Linked DNA regions of Mus musculus: regions 1, 2, 3, 5 and 6 are each linked to region 4. Evidence: chromatin contacts called from public HiCAR-type and HiChIP or PLAC-seq data. All regions are on one chromosome and are shown on one strand. Each heading gives the region's core, a stretch centred on a gene start, on an enhancer-like site or on the middle of the called end of the contact. The rest is flanking DNA. Distances are from core to core; before and after follow the strand shown.

Region 1 (2,700 bases), core at 87-2,586, 960 kb after region 4:
TTTATATATGTGTGTATTTTGTCTGCATATATATCTACGTACTACAGGCATGCCTAGTGTCCACGGAGGACAGCAGAGGGCACTGGATCTTCTGAAACTAGAGATTGAGTGGCCAGTTGTGAGTAGCTATGTGGATGCTGGGAACCTGAATCCTTTGGAAGAATAGCTGATGTTACTATTGAGCCATGTTTCCAGGCCCTGTGCTTTTCTTATGTTCCAAAAATATGTTTTTGTTATTTTAACTATATATGGGAATGCGCACATGTGTGCAGATGCCCTTGGAGGCAGGAGACATTAAATCTCTGGGTGCTAGAGTTACAGGAGATTGTGAGTCCAGAAATGTAGCTGCTGGGAACTGAACTCAGGTCTTCTGCAAGAGCAGTATGTATTCTTAACCATGTCTCCAGCTTCCATAATGCTTTCTCCAGTGTTTCTTCTCTAAGGTCAGTTTTCAAAAGCATGAATGATTATCTCAAGGTAAAGATAACAACTTCAGACATGTGGTACTTCAGCTCTAACTGGGGAATGGGAAAACATGATTTTTCTCTGTGGTAGTTGAATTAAAATGGACTCCATAGGCTCATATATTTGAATGCTTGGTCCCCAGTGAGTGAAACTATTTGGGAAGGACTGGGAATGTGTCCTTGTTGAAGGAGGAGTGCCATGGGGGCTGGGCTTTGAGATTTCAATAGCTTGTGTTATTCCCAATTTGCACACTCTCTTTGCCTCAAGCATGTGGGAAAAAAAATGTTAAGTTCTCAGCTACTATCCTGTGCCATGTGTTCCTGCCTGTTCCTATGCTCCCCACTATGATGGTCACAGACTCATCCTCTGAAACTTTAAGTGCCCATTAAATGCGTTCTTCTCTAAGTTGCCATGGTCATACTATACTGTCTCTCTTCATAGCAGTGGAAAAATGACTAAGCTGGTAACTTAACTTCTCTGAGCCTCTGTCCTCCTCAGCTGCTCAAGCCCTCCTGGTCCAGTCCTTTCCCCCAATGTCCGCCACCAGGTCTGCAAAGACAAATACTATTTGCCAGGTCTTCTTCAGCTTTGGCTCAAGGCTACTTCAAATTCAGTCTCCCAAAGAGCCACCTTCTTTTATCCTCTACATTTTCTGGGCTTTAGTCCTTGGTTGTCCCTGGAAGAGTCTTTTGTTTTAAAAAAAAAAAAAAAAACAAAAAAAAAAAAACAAAAAAAAAAACAGCCCTGAAGTTCCCAGGGGCTGAGGGTTAATGCAGGTCTCTTAGAGCCGGATGTGCATAATCAGACTCAGACAGCAGCTGCTGAGCTGGAGCTAATCCTTAGAGGACTGCTCAGCCCTCCTTGTTCTCTGGAAGTGAGATTGCCTGTCACCAGGCCTGCTCCAGCTGCTGGCCTGTATGTTTTCAGGACACTGCAAACAACATCCTCTGTGAACTCCACTCTCAAAATGCCAACAGATTTCTGTTTTGCTTTATCAAGCTGCCTCTCCAGATTCAAGGACTTCAAACAGAAGTCTGGTTGGGGTCCATACACTAAATATCATATATAAATGATGTGGGGGTGGGAAAGGTACCTAGAGAGCCGTGGATGTGAACGTCTGTTAACAGACCTCTTACTGTGCCTGTGTTCACATGGACAGGCAGTATTCTACACAACATTAAAGGTGAGTGAAGCATCCAAAGTCACCACTAAATATATAGCTCAGACACTACTTCCTAACCCCAATGGAATGTCCCCCTGACACTGTAATGCCTCTCCAATCCAATCCCATGGTACGCAAGAATAAAAATGATTTGGTTTTGTTCTCTTGGAAATATAACTAACAACTTAGCTTTAGCGAAAATGTTTTCTTCTTGTAGGTTTGGGAGAAGGATTTGCAGGATGCATTTTAAAAATAAGGTCATCATTACAAAGTTTTCTTGGCTGGATTCTTAGATCAACTATAATTAGCACAACTCACCGTGTGCCAGGAAGTCTCTCGAGAAAATAAAAGTTTGCTTGAGAACCAGTCAGTTCTAGGTAACAACTATGTACTAAATTTGTCAAATTAGGGGCCAGCATAACTCATGAGAGACTACGTGTTTGTTCGTATAGTTAATATTATATTACTGCTTCTAGCATACAAACAATTCAAACTCCATTATGATTTTAAAATATTTTTCCATGTTAAGCATAAATTTAGACAATTTGGTGACCGAGACTCCTGAAGCAAAAGTGTTATCTTTAATGATTCAATGGAATTAGATTCTTATTTAGTTGTAAATATTTGAAGAGTTCCCAGATCTCTATACAAATTACATTTTAAGTATTTATTTTTATTACGTTTTCTTTATATGCATGCACCTGTGTGAATGTGTGCTACCCGTGCATAGGTTCTAGAGTGGGAATTACAGGTAGCTGTGAGAGCTGTTGTGAGTGTGGAGAGCCAAGCTCAGAGAAGACATGCACACTCTTAATGGCTGAGCCACCTCTTCATCTGAAGCTTCAGCCCTTTTCAATTGCACATTCTTTGTTAGACGTTCACACTAATGAATACATAGAATTTTGAAATCTTTTGAGAAGCGCCTTGAGACTTAAGAATCCATATTAAATAAATTCCAGTCATAAATTATATTTTAGAATTTGAAGACTTCATTAAAGACAGTGAGGAGGGAAAAATAGATTTGCAAATCTACTAGACAGTTATCTGGAGAATGGGAAAAGTTGCTCTTATCA
Region 2 (2,795 bases), core at 99-2,598, 820 kb after region 4:
CTTTGAGGAAGATACCTGTGTTAACCACAGGTCCATACACACATGTACATACACACACACATAATGAAGTTAAAATCTAAAGAGATCAAGTGACAATTCAAAGTCATTGATTTTGGTTTTATGGGGGGGGGGGGTTGTGGAACTTGGGGTCTAGGAAGCAAAACTACAGCAGTGATCAACTGTATTAAAGCACTCTTTATGTGTCATGCACACAAATTACTTTCCTCACTGTGACATATTTTGTTTTCTTCATTCACCTGCAACTAAACCAACCCTTGTCTAAGGAAAATAGACATTGTCCAGTCTTAGATTCATGAGAAGTGTCTGGATTTAAATACAAGTCAGCGACATGGTTCTGCTTTGAGATGTACCTTTGTACCTTGTAAATACATTATATATTTTGGTAACAACGCTGGCTCAAACCAAAAGTGGGGAGAATAAAGCACAAGCAAGCAAGAGTTCAGGTTATTTTGTTTTAGGCAAAATATATTTAATCCAACCAATGGAGATAATAAGGTGCAGGAGTCTAGTAACTAACAACTACAAAGAATCAAACTCCTCTTGATTAACCACAGAGATTGCAAAACACTTAACTCTGAGAAAACAGAGGCGAAAGCCTGTGTGTCTGATGTCTCCATTTCATATTCACTGTGCCATTCATATATTTTGCTCATTCTGCTGCATTTCCTACGCATTTGTCCACTTCATTCATTCAGTTCTACTTCACAGTCAATTATTGGATATTGAGTACGACTATGTATGACAAGTCAGACGCTGACAACTCGAAAATGGGGCCTTTCATATCAGAAATGAAAGAACAGAACTAGGTAGAAAGTGAAAGAAACCACCAAAGCTCTCCCACCCCGTCCTGGTAAAGCCTCTTGCAAGTCAGTTGACTAGGGAAAATTCCAGATAGGGCCTTGAAGGAAGCTCCTAGGCAGTCCAGGGACGGTGCAAGAGACCTTGAAGAAGAGACAGGCACCAGCAATTTTGGTCTCTGCCTCTGGGTTTCAGTGTAACTGCAGGCAGTCTCGTCCTATGCAAGGGCACTCCAGCCCGATCAGGAAGCTCTCTGGCAGCCAGGCCGGCTGACCTCAGCCCACCCTCCCGCCTCTGGGGAGCAGCTGGTCACCCACAGCCTGGGGGGCACTCACCTGATCACGAGGCTCTGCGGAGCAGCAGCGGCCACAACACCCGGTGAGGCCTGCAGACCACAGGCACGTTCGGGGGCGGGACCAGGAAGGTCCTCAGAGCGCACTGGAGCCACAGGGCGGGCCTCCAGAGGCCTCAGGAACAGCCCGGAGCCCCAGTAGTCTGCAGGCCTGGCTTCTTTGTGTGCCAGGACAGCTGTGGAGCCCTCCCTGGCCGGTGGGCGGAGACAAAGGTGCAACCGTCAGCCAGGCCCGAGGCCTGGGCTTTAACTGAGACTGTGGCTGGCTGGACCCGACCCTGAAAGGTCTCCTTGAGCCTGACTTAAGGCAAGTAGGGTCCCCAAGGCCTGGCTTCAAGAGACTTTGTTGGAACCGTCAAACTCCTTCCCAACAAAAGCAACTCAACAGTTATTTTGTTCATGTTATCAATCACCCAGTAGCTAGGGAGGATGGATATGCGGGAAGATGGCCCAGGACTTTGAGGCTTAGCAAGGGCTACAGAATAAATGAGACCCTGTCTCAAAAACAAAATGAAGCACCAGGTTATTTTCTCCCTTCCTTAATAGTTGAAAGACTGTAAGAAAGGAGGTGATCATGAAGGCAGGGGTCATGATCTAAAACTAGGAGATCAGAAAGTCATTTTCAGTCTAGGCATTGTATCAGGGAAAGAGCAATGCTATACTACTCTTGTAGTACATGTGCGCATATTTTTGGCCCATTTATCTATCTGTCTATCTATCTATCTATCTATCTATCTATTCATTCATTCACTTTACATCCTGATCACAGTAGCCCCTCTGCTTTCAGCTCCCCCTTCCCACAGCCCCTGTTTTATCCTCTGCCCCCTTCTCCTCTGAGAAAAGGAAGGACCCCCTTGTGAACCAGTATACCCTGACACATCAAGTCACTGCATGACTTCAGTAGTTTGGGGACCTGCATAAAGTCCAAACTGCAACATGTGCACATGTTTTTAATGTTTTATGTTTTGATAAGTCCAAATTTCTTTACTTAGCCAGACTCTTATCAAAGTTATCTTTGTAAAATACTTTCCAGTTCCTGTCTCTCCTCTTAAAACACACACACACACACAGACATACACACACACAAAACCAAGGAAAAACTTAGGCATGCTGATCCATGTATGTGTTATCTCAAAACACAGAAAATAGAGGCAGGGATATTTTGAGTTTCAGGCTAACCTGGGCTACATAGGTAGATGCTAAGAAAAAGAAAACTCACATACTTAAAAAACAGGAAAGAAAAAATTAAGCATATACAAAGAAAATCATTTTGAGTCCTTTCACCTATGTACAATATAACAATCCCTCTAAACTTTGACTAGTCGCGTTGCCTTTCACAAAATATCACTTCTGTGAGGTATTCAAGGGTCTTTTCAACATGGTCCTAGCTGGCCTTTCCACAAATGGTCCCTGGGGAGTCATATCTAGTCCCAATGATTTACATTTCTCTGAAACTATCTTTGATGAAGAATAGGTTGGATTATTTCCAATCTCCTACAACAGGCTAATTTTGTAAAATGAAATTAATAATCTAGCAAAGGTAACTGAAAAGCTATAAAATGACAGACTCTAGTTTTGTGGAAAAACAAACCTACAGGTTTGCAACAAGTGAAATATCACCTTT
Region 3 (3,053 bases), core at 511-3,010, 580 kb after region 4:
TAGGCACTTTGCCATTCTGTCATTGAGGACTGTGCAGACAGCAGCTGCATTAATCCTTACAGTGTCCACCAGCACTGAGTACTGTGATGGTCACTTCTTAGATAGGCCAAGTGTGACTTGGAGAATACATTTGATGTCCAGTAGTCACACTGTCAAACCTGGACTTATGCTCTGGGCTAGCTGACTCTTTTGCCCATATTTCTCTCATCAGAACAGGGCTGCTTCTGGGCTGTTTTGTAAGCCTGGGTTCTATAAAGTATCCACAGACTTTGCAAAAAGCAATGGCAAAGGAAATAGTAGCAGGCCACATGAGAAAACCTCTGAATGTTAATGCTTACATTTAACATTTTTACGTGCTTTCCTACATAAGGCTTCCAAGATGGAAATATTTAGTTTTACTGTTGAAAAGGACTGGTTTTCAGGAGCTTGTTTACTATATCATAGTTGAAGGCAGCTCAGTGACAGCCTGACAGCAGGGGAGAGGACCTTACACAGGAGAGGCAAGACGTGAGGGAAGCCACTGTGATGTTGCTATCATGAGGAATAACCAAAGCACACTGGAAATGAATAGAAGCCTAGAGGCCAGCTGAATGCAGAAGAAGCTTCCCATATGGAGAAGGGTAATGGTAGAAAGAGACTCAGGCTTCTCTCTTTTTGCCAAATTTTGAGTTCTTGGATCTTCACTAAGAACATGCACCAGCCTAAGCCTTACTGGCTTGGAACTGAACTTTGGCACCAAAACAGGGAGGTCTCTTCATTCATGAGCTACTCATTCTCATGTGGACAGAAGAGCCGTAGATATTGTCTGATATGTTTTATTCTGTTTTGTTTCTTTAACTCTTCTCATTGCCAACCTGCAGCCTCATGCTCTGTTATTTTACTTACCCAGGGGACTAAATGTATGCAAATTAAAGAAATATTGAAATAAGTTTAAAACAACAACAACAAAAACAGAGACTAAATTCACACAAATTAAAGAAATATTGAAATAAGTTAAAAAAAAATCAAACAAAAAACCAACCAAACAAACAACCAACCAAACAAACAAACAAAAATGCTTTGGTTACCTTATCCTAAAACAGTTTGTGACTTAGCAAGATGGTTCAGCAGGTCATTCAACCAAGTCTGATGACCTGATTTTTGTTGGTAGGGTCCACATGGTCATAGAAGAAAAATGAGTTCAGTAAGCTGTGTCTGACCTCCAAGTGTGCATTGTGGCATGTATGTGCACAAACACATGAACAAAGAGACATACATACATACATACATACATACATACATACATATAGACAGACACATAAAAACACACATGTACACAATCCCACACACATGATGCAGTAAAAACTACAAATGTCTCAACCACAGTTATTAAATGATAGATACTGTTGTTGCTTTATCTTTCAGTCATGTCCTATATGCTACCCTGTTCTGCTGACTTCCAGTGCCATGAGCAACTTGATCAAGCACTGTAAAAGGGAAAGAGAGTGATTGTGTTTTGAAAGAGACAGTTTGAAAGAGTGGTAATTTGATAAATCCTATAACTTAATGAACTTTTCCACTTTAAAAAAGCCTAAGTAATCTAAAGTGACTATGTCTTCCATTTCTACATGATCCCTCTCCACAAATGTTCCTTTATTTTCCATTGACAAGGCAGGATAATGACCAAAGCTCCTAAGATGTCCACTCCCATCCCTTCTCTGGGGGATTGATGTGACTCATTGCATTTGGCTATTACAACAATCTCTCTTTTCACAAAAACACTGGCCAATAACAGCAGGATGATCACATCATTTGCTCCCAGTAGTGTGAGAAAGAACTGCCCACACTCCCTAGCTCTGAAGACAGAAAATAGTCACAATTCTCCATCTCACTAAGAGAAATGTTCATGATCCTTAGATAGTAGTATACTGAGAAAAGGACAAGAAATTCTCCTCTTTAACAAGTGCCTCCAGTGGAAGTAAAGAATCAAAGGAGGGCTGCCTTGTGGCAAGCACAGGCCTCGAGATCCATTTTATTCCCACTGTTGCTGATGTAATTGTGAATTACTGCTGCATTTATAATTAAGAATGGAACAGATGGTAATGCTTAGCATTAGGCAATAAGGAGTGGCCATTAAAACAATCGAGAATGCCAGCAGTTTATATGATATCACAGGGTTAGTTTACCATAACAAAGTTTTATATCCATGGAAAAAGAGGTATTAAGGCCCCCTCGTTCTCATCACAGCTGTCCCTTTGTTGAAGATACATTGTACATCCTGGGAAGATTCCAACCTTTTTAAAATTGCTGGTCATATCTTGACTTTATTATGAGCAGTCATCACAAGTGGCAGAGCATGAAATCCAAGATGTAATATTCACCATCAAGAAGAGCAGTTGGGAAGGCACTGGAGATTCACTGGAATCACACTAGGATGGTACTGGGTGTCGGGCAGAGGTGGGGGGGAGGAAAATTCTAGAATTCTCCAAGAATATGGACAAAAGGCCAGACATCCTGAAGAGCATAAGGGTTACTTAATTGTAATACAAAATGAAGCAAAACTTCTCTTCCATTTCATGGTGGAAGGTTATCAGTGTGTGTAGCCAAAAGGGCAATAGTAATAGAGTTTGTCTACTAGCAATAGAAATATCAACTAGCTTTTAAGAAAATCTGCTTCCTGACTTTAACCTCTTCATGGATATTTTTGTCTCTGATAATGCGAGACTTCTAAACAATTTCTCAGCCTTGAAATTTGCCTACAGATTCTTCATCTCACTTCAGGCAGGCTTCTGTCTTATCAGGACATGATGGGACAGTCACTCTAAAGCAGTGTAAACTCTATGCCTAAGTTCACTTGTTTCAGTCTGCTGCTGTCCTTGATTGTCTCCATCTTTTCACCAGTGTCTGATATGTGCCAATCTCAGGCAATATCACTACTACTGAAAAATGAATTGTAGCAGAAAATTCTTGTTCACATTTAGAACACCCCAAGGCAGAGAATTAACAAAATTCTGTTATCAATAACGTAATATATCAAAGAATGATGATTAAAAATTAAAGAAATAATACAGAAT
Region 4 (2,792 bases), core at 147-2,646:
CTGTGGTGGAGAACTGGGTTCTGATGATGACAATTAGCCTTGGTTTCTGTTGCTTATGTTCTTGTCCTTGCCTGTCACCATCTGGTTATCTCTGGTGCTAGCTGGTCTTGCTGTCTCTGACTGTGACTTGTTTCTCCTGCAAGCCTGTATGTTGTATCTGTACTTTTAGGAGACCAGTTCTCTCTGGGAAGAATTTGTATATGAAGAGCTGTGGCACAGGGTCAGTTCTGGCCATAGACAGGAACTGGAACTATCCTGTCCCAGGCTGCTCCTTGGTTCCTATGTCCTGAAGGCTACCCGACGGGTCTGTCAGAGCAGAAGTGATGGTCTTACCTGTGTTCATAGGCATGTCCACACTCTTGGGAGGCCAGCTCTTTTCCAGTGGTATTTGGGTATGTAGTACTGTGGCACAGGATCAGATCTGGATGCTGTTGCACAGGATCAACTCCTGACTGAACTGAATATTTAACCATTCCTCTCTTCAGACCTGGACACCGAATCCCTACTGAGGTGATGACCTTTCATCTGGCTATTCCCAGTTCCAAAATACCTTGTCATCAAAGGTATAGAAGCACTCACATGGGTTTCTTTACTGCTACAAACTACAATCCTGGAGCCTATCCCAAGTAACAAAGTCACTACTGTTGCTTGTGAAATTTAGAGTCTATAGGTTGCTTCTAGGATTGGGATGAGCTTCATCCAAATTCTTTATTATACTGGAAATCATTTTGGCTTTAATTAGAACATATTGGTACCCAGGAATAGACTATAGTTGGGAGAACAAAGAGATTTTTTTGTGAAAGAAAGTTGAGGGTTGTATTTAACAACTGACATTTCTTTGCCCTAAGGACATGGTTGAAAGTTAGACAGTGTTCTTTATAATTGGTACTTAATCAGCATCTACTAGATGAACAAAATAAGGTAAGTGTGAATTGGATATTGATGGATGAGTAAACTTAGATAAAAGAATAGATGAGGTGAACAGGAAGATATCTCTAGTACAAACTCACCAAAGGCACAATGCAAAGATGAATGTGAGGCATTTAATAAAATATAGATGTCCATAAGGCTGTAAATGAAAATAGGATGTGTGGAGAGAGTTTAGGTTCTTGTTACTGATATTAGAGCATTCTGGTTGACTTTTAGCAGAAGATGAGGTAGAGAATTTAATCCTAATTTTGTAAATATCTGTTAAATGGCAATCAGTTTGACCCAAAGACTAAAGAATGTTAAGTTGTCCCTGTGGCTTGCACAGTCACCATCTCCAGGCATGTGAGCTCTTCCCAGGATAACAAACTAAGCCTGTGGGATTCTCACCGTGCCTCACTTCCTGCCTCTCTTATTAGCAGCATTCTTCTCATGTCTCCTTCAAAGCATCTGAGCTGGATGACTAACCTAAAAGCAGCCCACGGAGTGGGAGATGTGGCTCTCCACCTCACAGCTGCTGTTGGCTCCTGGGTTACCAGCTGATTATTTCTTGGTTTCTGAATCCCAAGGGAAAGGTTGTGGGGCCTGAGCCTGACTCAGGAGTGAGTCAGAGCTGAGCATCAAAGATGAAGGACTCCCTGCAGCTGGACACCCTCTTTCAGGGGGATCAAAAATACTGAAAAGGAGAATGGACATTTATATTATTAATCTTTTAAAGAACGTTATGCAACTGACTAGTGTGTTATGGAAAGTCTGAGCTCAGTAGAGGAAGAAAACATAATACTGAAAGCTGAATGCAAGGAAAAATCATTAAAGAAAAATGTAAAACCCATACCACACCCACAGCTGTTCACGGAACTGACCGTGGTTTACTGATTCAGCCTGCTTCTTACTTGCTGTTTTTTCTCTCCTACATGCTCTTCTAACCTTCTCCCCTTTCCTGTTCTCTGCCACTAGTTGAGTTATCCACCCCCTAACTCCCAGGGTGCCTTGTTTTGTATGGACTGTTCCAAGGGTTTTTCATTTGTCATTGTTGTTCACACACACACACACACACACCACAGTTCCCCCCTCTTCTCTTAGTTCATCCATGTCACCTCCCTTCTGCCTACCTTCATCCACTCCTTTTCCATTTCTCTTCAGAAAAGGGCAAGCCTCTTATGGATTGCAACTAAATATGTCATGTTAAGTTTCGGTAAGACTAGACTCTCCCCATGTATTAAGGCTGGACAAGGCAACCCAGTAGGACAAAAAGGGCCCAAAGCATGCAAAAGAGTCAGAGACAGCTCTGATAAGTGGATATATTAGCCCAGAAGCCCAGAAGCCCAGAAGCTCAGAATACCCAAGATACAATTCACAAACCACATGAAACTCAAGAAGAAGGAAGAACATAGTGTGGATACTTCTATTCATCTTAGAAGCAGGGAACAAAACACCCATGAAAGAAGTTACAGAGACAAAGTATTGAGTGGAGACTGAAGAAATGACCATCTAAAGACTGACTTACCTGGGGATCCATCCCATTTACAGTCACCAAACCCAGACACTGTTGTGGATGCCAACAAGTGCTTGCTGACAGAAGCCTGATATAGGTGTCTCCTGAGAGGCTCTGCTAGTGCCTCACACATACAGAGGTGGATGCTCACAGCCATCCATTGGACTGAGCACAGGATCCCCAGTGAAGGAGCTAGAGAAAGGACCCAAGGAGCTGAAGGGGTTTGCAGCCCCATAGAAGGAACAACAATATGAATTAGCCAGTTCCCGCACAGCTCCCAGGGACGAATCCACTAACCAAAGAGGGACTTATGGCTCCAGCTGCATATGCAGCTGAGGATGGCCTAGGTGGTCATCAGTGGGAGGAGAGG
Region 5 (2,943 bases), core at 8-2,507, 710 kb after region 4:
AAATACTACTTCACTAAACAGCTGATAAGTTTCATGAACTTAAAAAGAAAATACCACCTAGCTATATGCTGCTACCAAAAATTCGCCAATCTGTTTTAAAATCTGATGTTCAATTATACTTTTCCCTAAATCCTACCATTTGCTCTCTGCTATGAAGCTGCCACATAGCACCATTGGCAAACACTGGCTTGAGAGCACACAGATTTGTTTCCACAGTGTGCTCCCTCCTTCTTCAGGGAGTGCTGAGCATCTGTGGCTATAGGAGAAAGTACTTCTCAGTGATGTCAGGGGGAATGAATGTGCTTATCCCTCTTTCCCTGTGGTCATACATTAATCAAAGGCTGCAAAAGAAAAGTGTTAAGCTAAATAGATTCACAGTAATAGATCTAAAACAATTATTCAAAATGCTTAGTCAATGTACAATAAAACCATTGTTGCATTACATCAGTGCCCAGGCAGTAAAATTACATGGAGAAGACAGAACATTCATAACACAAGCTTTCTAGGAATGGAGGACACTGGGGATATAGAAGATGTCTGGTAGCAGAAAATTAAAATGGTAGCTGAAAAAAAGTAAAAAAAAAAAAAAATACTGGAGAGACACAGAGACAAATTTGGAGTGCAAGACAAAGACCATGGTGTGAGCAAAAATTCCTCCCAGCCCAGCAGTAGGGGGTGGCAGGTAGGGGTTTGGGGCAGAGAACTGGAAAGCAGCTGAAAGCCCAGCTGAAGGTGATTTTTCTTCACCAGCAATTTATCTGTTCAAAGGGTAAGTTTTACAGAGACAAGCACATATCCGGTGACAAAGCATATATAATTTAAAGGATGATAAAGATGGATCTTCGATCCCAGGTAGAGACTGCAGAAGTAGATGAGGGGAGACTGGCTGCCTTTGGGGAGAGTCGAAAAAAATGGCTTGGCTGGAAGACAGGAAAGAAGCATAGACCCGGTGGAGCACATACTTGTCTGTGATTTATTTCCCTGATATCTTTCACTGTAAAGATGAAAAATCCAGAGTCGGTTATTCAACTCATTGTTATGGGGAATGAGGTGAGGAAACACTAGCTTTAGTATAATCACCCCATAATTGCCTGGAGGTCTATGAAATCTGTGAGGGATCACTCTGTTTCCTAAATGCAATGCGTTTGATTTCCCTCCAGAGAATGCAGGAAATTGTAGCCTCTGAAACAGATGAGATGTTTTGGATAACATCTGATTCTATTGGAAAGCCCCCAGGTAATGAGTCAGCAACTTGCAGCCCACACAACAGTGTCTGATACACTTAGTAGCAGATGAGGAGAAGTTTGTTGTGACAGCTGTGTAAAAAGAAAGGGGGGCGAGGGGGGAGATGTCTGGAGGTTAGGTGGATTTGCAACATGAGAAGGTGATCCAGCCTGGAAAACTGAGTTTTCTCAGGAAGAGAGAACAGCCCAGAATGTGAACAAAAGAAACAGACTGGAAGCAAGAACACCAAGCATGCTATGGAGTTTTCGGCACAGCTTCCTTTGTGGAAAATGTGCACTAGCCAAGAGCAGGAATTCCTTGTAGGGCATGTTCACACAGAGAAAATGCAAATTTTTCTTAAAGAAGACATTTTACATTTTCTGTATCCATTCTTCTGTTGTCGGACATCTAGGTTGTTTCCAACTTCTGGCTATCACAAACAAGGCCACTATGAATACAGTGGAACACTTGTTCCTGTGGCATGGTGGGGCATCTGTGAGGTATATTCCCAAGAGTGGTATAGTTGGGTCTTGAGGTAGATCAATTTCCAATTTTCTGAGTAACCTTCAGATTGATTTTGAGAGTGCTTGTACCAGTTTGCAATCCCACCAGCAATGGAGAAGTGTTCCTTTCTCCACATCCTCTCCAACATGTGTTGTCACCTGAGGTTTTGATCTTAGCCATTCTGACTGGTGTAGGGTGGAATCTCAGGGTCATTTTGATTTGTATTTCTCTGATAACTAAGGACTTTGAACATTTCTTTAAGTGGTTCTCAGCCATTTGAGATTCCTCAATTGTGAACTCTCTGTTTAGTTCTATAACCCATTTTTGATTGGGTTGTTTGGTTTTTTAGTGATTAACTTCTTGAGTTCTTTATATATTTTAGACATTAGCACTCTATCAGGTCTGGAATTAGTGAAGATTTTGTTCCCAATGGAATACGAGGACATCCTGACTTTTTCAGGCAAATGGATGGAACTAGAAAATATCATCCTGAGTGAGGTAACTCAGACCCTAAAAGGACATGCATGGTATGTACTCACTAATAAGTGGATATTAGAGAAAAAAAAAACAGAATACACAAGATACAGTGAAGAAAGCAATCACAATTGGAGAGGGAGGGAGGGACTTGGGAGGAAAAGTGGGCAGGGGGAGAAGGTGGGAGGGGAACCTGATCTGGTATTGGGTGAGGGACAAGGACTGAAGCTCTGAGGGCCAGCAAAAAGAATGTAAACTAGCAATCTCAGGAAATAGGAGGTTGGGGGGACCCCCCAGAATGCACCAGAGACCTAGGATGTTAGAGACTCCCAGAACTCATAGGGAGGGACCTTTGATGAAATGTCCAACAGGAGGGAGAGGGAACGTATAGAGTCCACCTCTAGCAGGAAGACAGGGCATCAAATGAGGGTAGCCATCCCACAGTCACAACACTGACCCATAATTGTTTCTGTCTGAAAGAATTACAGGGATGAAAATGAAGAGGAGCCTGAGGAAAAGAAGGTCCAGCGACAGGCCCAAAGTAGGATCCAGCTCAAGGGGAAGTCCCAAGGCCTGACACTGTTACTGAGGCTATGGAGCACTCGCAAAAAGTGACCTATTATGACTGCCCTCCAAAAGACCCAACAAGCAGCTGAAAGAGTCAGAAGCAGTTATTTGTACCCAACCAATGGACAGAAGCAGCTGACCTCTGTTGTTGAGTTAGAGTAGGCTGAAAGAAGC
Region 6 (2,735 bases), core at 154-2,653, 910 kb after region 4:
GAAGATGGCCTAGTCTGCCATCATTGGAAAGAGAGGCCCATTGGTCTTGCAAACTTTATATGCCTCAGTACAGGGAAACAGCAGGGTCAAGAAGTGGTAGTGGGTAGGTAGGGCATTGGTGGGATGGTATGGGGGACTTCTGGGTTAGCATTGGAAATGTAAATAAAGAAAATACCTAATTAAAAAAAATGAATGAAAAAACAAAAACAAAACAACAACAACAACAATAAAGATTTCCCAAACCAAAATTCTCACATAAGATTGGGCTTTAACACACACACACACACACACACACACACACACACACACACACCCTTTACCTAAGCCAAAACACTTTGCCATGGTGTTATTTGGTCCCTGAACACTAACTAGAATGTATGATTCAGTGCTTTCAGAAAAGGTGTCGCAATGCATGGATGCTGGTACATACAACACTACAAAACTATTTGGTTCACCACTGTGTTGTTTATTGATTCTACATAATAGTTCCTGCCTCAATAACTTGCTTGTTAGATAAATTTAAAGTAACAAATCAGATTTGTGTGTCCAGACAATCTTTCATGCTTATTTAACAAATGAAGCCACTTTCCTCTACTACCATGCATTGGAATACACAAACAAGGTATCTGTTTCCCAGTCTCATGTCTCTTGAATATAGAATTTGGTGACAATGAGTAACCCCAATCAAACATACTATTGAGTATGTGTTCATCTGCTGACAACCACATTTCTGGTATATTATTCAACAAAACTAGGACAATAATCCCTTAGTTTTCACAGTCTACATTTCATGGTGAAGAACACAGTAGAAAGCAAGGAAGTATGACACCCAAATCTTTGCACCTAAATTCTTGACACAACTCTTGCTTTGTAATAGTTACAGGGAAAAGCTTACTAAAAGCAAAATATTCTACCTAGAGACAATTTTCACTTGTTGCCCTTCTGAACTTCTAAAATTTAAAACCTCTGCATTGCAAATCTCAATTAATATATCTGCTTTTAAAAAGTACCTTTCTGGGGCCAAGGAAATAGCTCTTCAGAAGACCACTTGCTTAGCATGTGTAAGGTCCTGGATTCCATACCCAACATCACAAACAAACACACAAAGAAATCCTAAGACCAGTTGCTTTATTGCTCATCCTAAACAAAATAAGAGTTTTCTTCCTTGGTAACAACCACAGCAGAAAATCTGACCAAGAGAGGAAAGAAAAACATGAACAGAACACACTTGCAAGCCACACTTCTGTTTGTAGTGGTGGCTTCAGATTCCTAAGTCAGGGAAGAAGGGAAGCGCCCTTTGTGGTGAATTAAATTTGTTGGCAACAAGAACAGGGATCTCCAAAGCAATGCACAGTAAGGCGCCAAGGATGGTGAGTGGGTTATGAGGAATACGTATGACACATTAAAGGAAAATGCCCATTGCTTCCATATGTCCTCTGCTGTGTGCCTGATTCCTTTTTAGGAATAGCAGAGAAAAGCAGGATGTTTGCAGCTATGTTATTATAGGTATTATTGCCTTTCACCCTCCTGAGCTAGCATATTCCAGTGTTTATTTTTATATCCATATGACCATAGCTTTGACTACAGTAAAATAGAAGCATTGTAAGCTAAACCTGAATGATCCAAGTTTGGAGAAGGTCAGTATTAATAAATTCTAACTAAAGTAATGAGATGTTCTTTCTTAGTAGAGTTTGGCAGGAGATGGGGATGGGAAACATATTTGGTGTTTATTTCTCTTTCATCAATATTCTGTGAAAACTATCATTATAGATAAGATTCTAAGCTAAGCACAGGGAGCCAACTAGCTCTGGTTTGAATTTAATAGTTCACTCTAAGGAATTTTTCAATACCTACATTCCTAGGTCCATATGTATTCTCCACTCAAATGAGGGCTGACAGAGCGCCATGGAAAACCTATGAGACAGAAAAATGGGAATGACTTTGACTTTAAAGAGCAGGTAGATGCTGCAGCCAATGCTGGGCATGAACCAGAACTCTCAGGCCTGCAGCAGTGACAGATGGTGTTGTAGGAAGCTGAGCTAGAAGTGAGTCAGAAGTAAGGTAAGTACAGCAATCTATTGCTGCTGTAAAAAGAGTACTGTGCTATCTAACCAATTCTAAGAGAGGCTCTGACCCTTGAGAAATTGCCTTGGCTTTTATGAAGCTTCCAAGCTGGGGATGGGGGTGGGCGAGGGAAACATGTGAAGTTAGGAGAAGTAGTGAGGGATAATGGCAGAAGTTAAAGGGGAGGAAGTGGTTAATCAAGACATACTGTATACATGGACTTCTCAATAATTAAATAAATAAAAATTAGCAGATAAGAGAGAGGGGGGATGTGGGATGGCTGCAATTCTGTTGTGTTATGATTTGTGAATACCTGAAAAGCACATTCATTATCTTGTGAAATTAGAAGAACAATATATTTATGGACAGTAATATTATTTCCACCAACAACGAACACTCATAGTTATGCATATTGACATGCTGGCCAAAGTCTGCAAAACTTAACTCCATGGGAATCTGCCTGCCTCTTTCTGAACTGCCTCCACCAGAACTAGATCTGTCTATAAAGATACCCTGACATTCTCTTTGTAAGATTACATAAGCCTATGCTGTTGGGTTATAGAGGATGAATCAGGTATAAAAGAGGTGACAAATGATAAAATTAGGTTCTTTATTTAAAAAATTAAGAATCACACTAAAGAAAGCATTTTTAAGAAGCAGAATATTTTATT

What was found. HiCAR-type assays count read pairs that join an accessible place to other places. HiChIP or PLAC-seq counts read pairs in DNA pulled down with a chosen protein or histone mark.
Region 1: a HiCAR-type map of fibro-adipogenic progenitors shows a contact between it and region 4, with 8 times the contacts expected there. The contact joins two enhancer-like sites. A contact is called at or near these places in 1 of 15 datasets of contacts at CTCF or cohesin (the NIH/3T3 cell line) and 3 of 115 datasets of contacts at active chromatin or transcription factors (embryonic fibroblasts, embryonic stem cells and fibro-adipogenic progenitors).
Region 2: a HiCAR-type map of fibro-adipogenic progenitors shows a contact between it and region 4, with 9 times the contacts expected there. The contact joins the promoter of Cpq here to the enhancer-like site in region 4. A contact is called at or near these places in 4 of 39 promoter capture datasets (the 3T3-L1 cell line, embryonic stem cells, hippocampal neurons and 1 more), 1 of 115 datasets of contacts at active chromatin or transcription factors (fibro-adipogenic progenitors) and 2 of 9 other capture datasets (adipose tissue and embryonic stem cells).
Region 3: a contact with region 4 is called in a HiCAR-type map of fibro-adipogenic progenitors, with 4 times the contacts expected there. The contact joins two enhancer-like sites. A contact is called at or near these places in 2 of 484 Hi-C or Micro-C datasets (the C2C12 cell line and adipose-derived mesenchymal stem cells) and 1 of 115 datasets of contacts at active chromatin or transcription factors (fibro-adipogenic progenitors).
Region 5: a contact with region 4 is called in a HiCAR-type map of fibro-adipogenic progenitors, with 11 times the contacts expected there. The contact joins two enhancer-like sites. A contact is called at or near these places in 2 of 115 datasets of contacts at active chromatin or transcription factors (embryonic fibroblasts and fibro-adipogenic progenitors).
Region 6: an H3K27ac HiChIP or PLAC-seq map of embryonic fibroblasts shows a contact between it and region 4, with 27 times the contacts expected there. The contact joins two enhancer-like sites.

The regions. Positions count from the first base shown.
Region 1 is chr15:32,942,822-32,945,521 of GRCm38.p6, reverse strand. All of the region lies in intron 1 of Sdc2 (syndecan 2), which reads right to left. Among named protein-coding and RNA genes, the nearest start is that of Sdc2, 23 kb to the right of the region's middle. Within about 2 kb of position 1,336, at least 42 of the 459 cell types and tissues checked have an H3K27ac peak or open chromatin away from gene starts, as enhancers often do. A contact at or near this core is called in fibro-adipogenic progenitors, where this site is marked.
Region 2 is chr15:33,081,682-33,084,476 of GRCm38.p6, reverse strand. It overlaps Cpq (carboxypeptidase Q), which reads right to left and starts at 1,348. Exons shown (of 8, transcript NM_176073.4): 1 at 1,155-1,348.
Region 3 is chr15:33,329,213-33,332,265 of GRCm38.p6, reverse strand. The region is part of intron 4 of Cpq (carboxypeptidase Q); the gene reads right to left. Among named protein-coding and RNA genes, the nearest start is that of Cpq, 250 kb to the right of the region's middle. Within about 2 kb of position 1,760, at least 20 of the 459 cell types and tissues checked have an H3K27ac peak or open chromatin away from gene starts, as enhancers often do. A contact at or near this core is called in the C2C12 cell line and fibro-adipogenic progenitors, where this site is marked.
Region 4 is chr15:33,905,930-33,908,721 of GRCm38.p6, reverse strand. No RefSeq gene overlaps it. Among named protein-coding and RNA genes, the nearest start is that of Gm41290, 130 kb to the left of the region's middle. Within about 2 kb of position 1,396, at least 67 of the 459 cell types and tissues checked have an H3K27ac peak or open chromatin away from gene starts, as enhancers often do. A contact at or near this core is called in the C2C12 cell line, embryonic fibroblasts and fibro-adipogenic progenitors, where this site is marked.
Region 5 is chr15:33,195,150-33,198,092 of GRCm38.p6, reverse strand. All of the region lies in intron 1 of Cpq (carboxypeptidase Q), which reads right to left. Among named protein-coding and RNA genes, the nearest start is that of Cpq, 110 kb to the right of the region's middle. Within about 2 kb of position 1,257, at least 39 of the 459 cell types and tissues checked have an H3K27ac peak or open chromatin away from gene starts, as enhancers often do. A contact at or near this core is called in embryonic fibroblasts and fibro-adipogenic progenitors, where this site is marked.
Region 6 is chr15:32,999,254-33,001,988 of GRCm38.p6, reverse strand. The region is part of intron 1 of Sdc2 (syndecan 2); the gene reads right to left. Among named protein-coding and RNA genes, the nearest start is that of Gm32764, 69 kb to the left of the region's middle. Within about 2 kb of position 1,403, at least 33 of the 459 cell types and tissues checked have an H3K27ac peak or open chromatin away from gene starts, as enhancers often do. A contact at or near this core is called in embryonic fibroblasts, where this site is marked.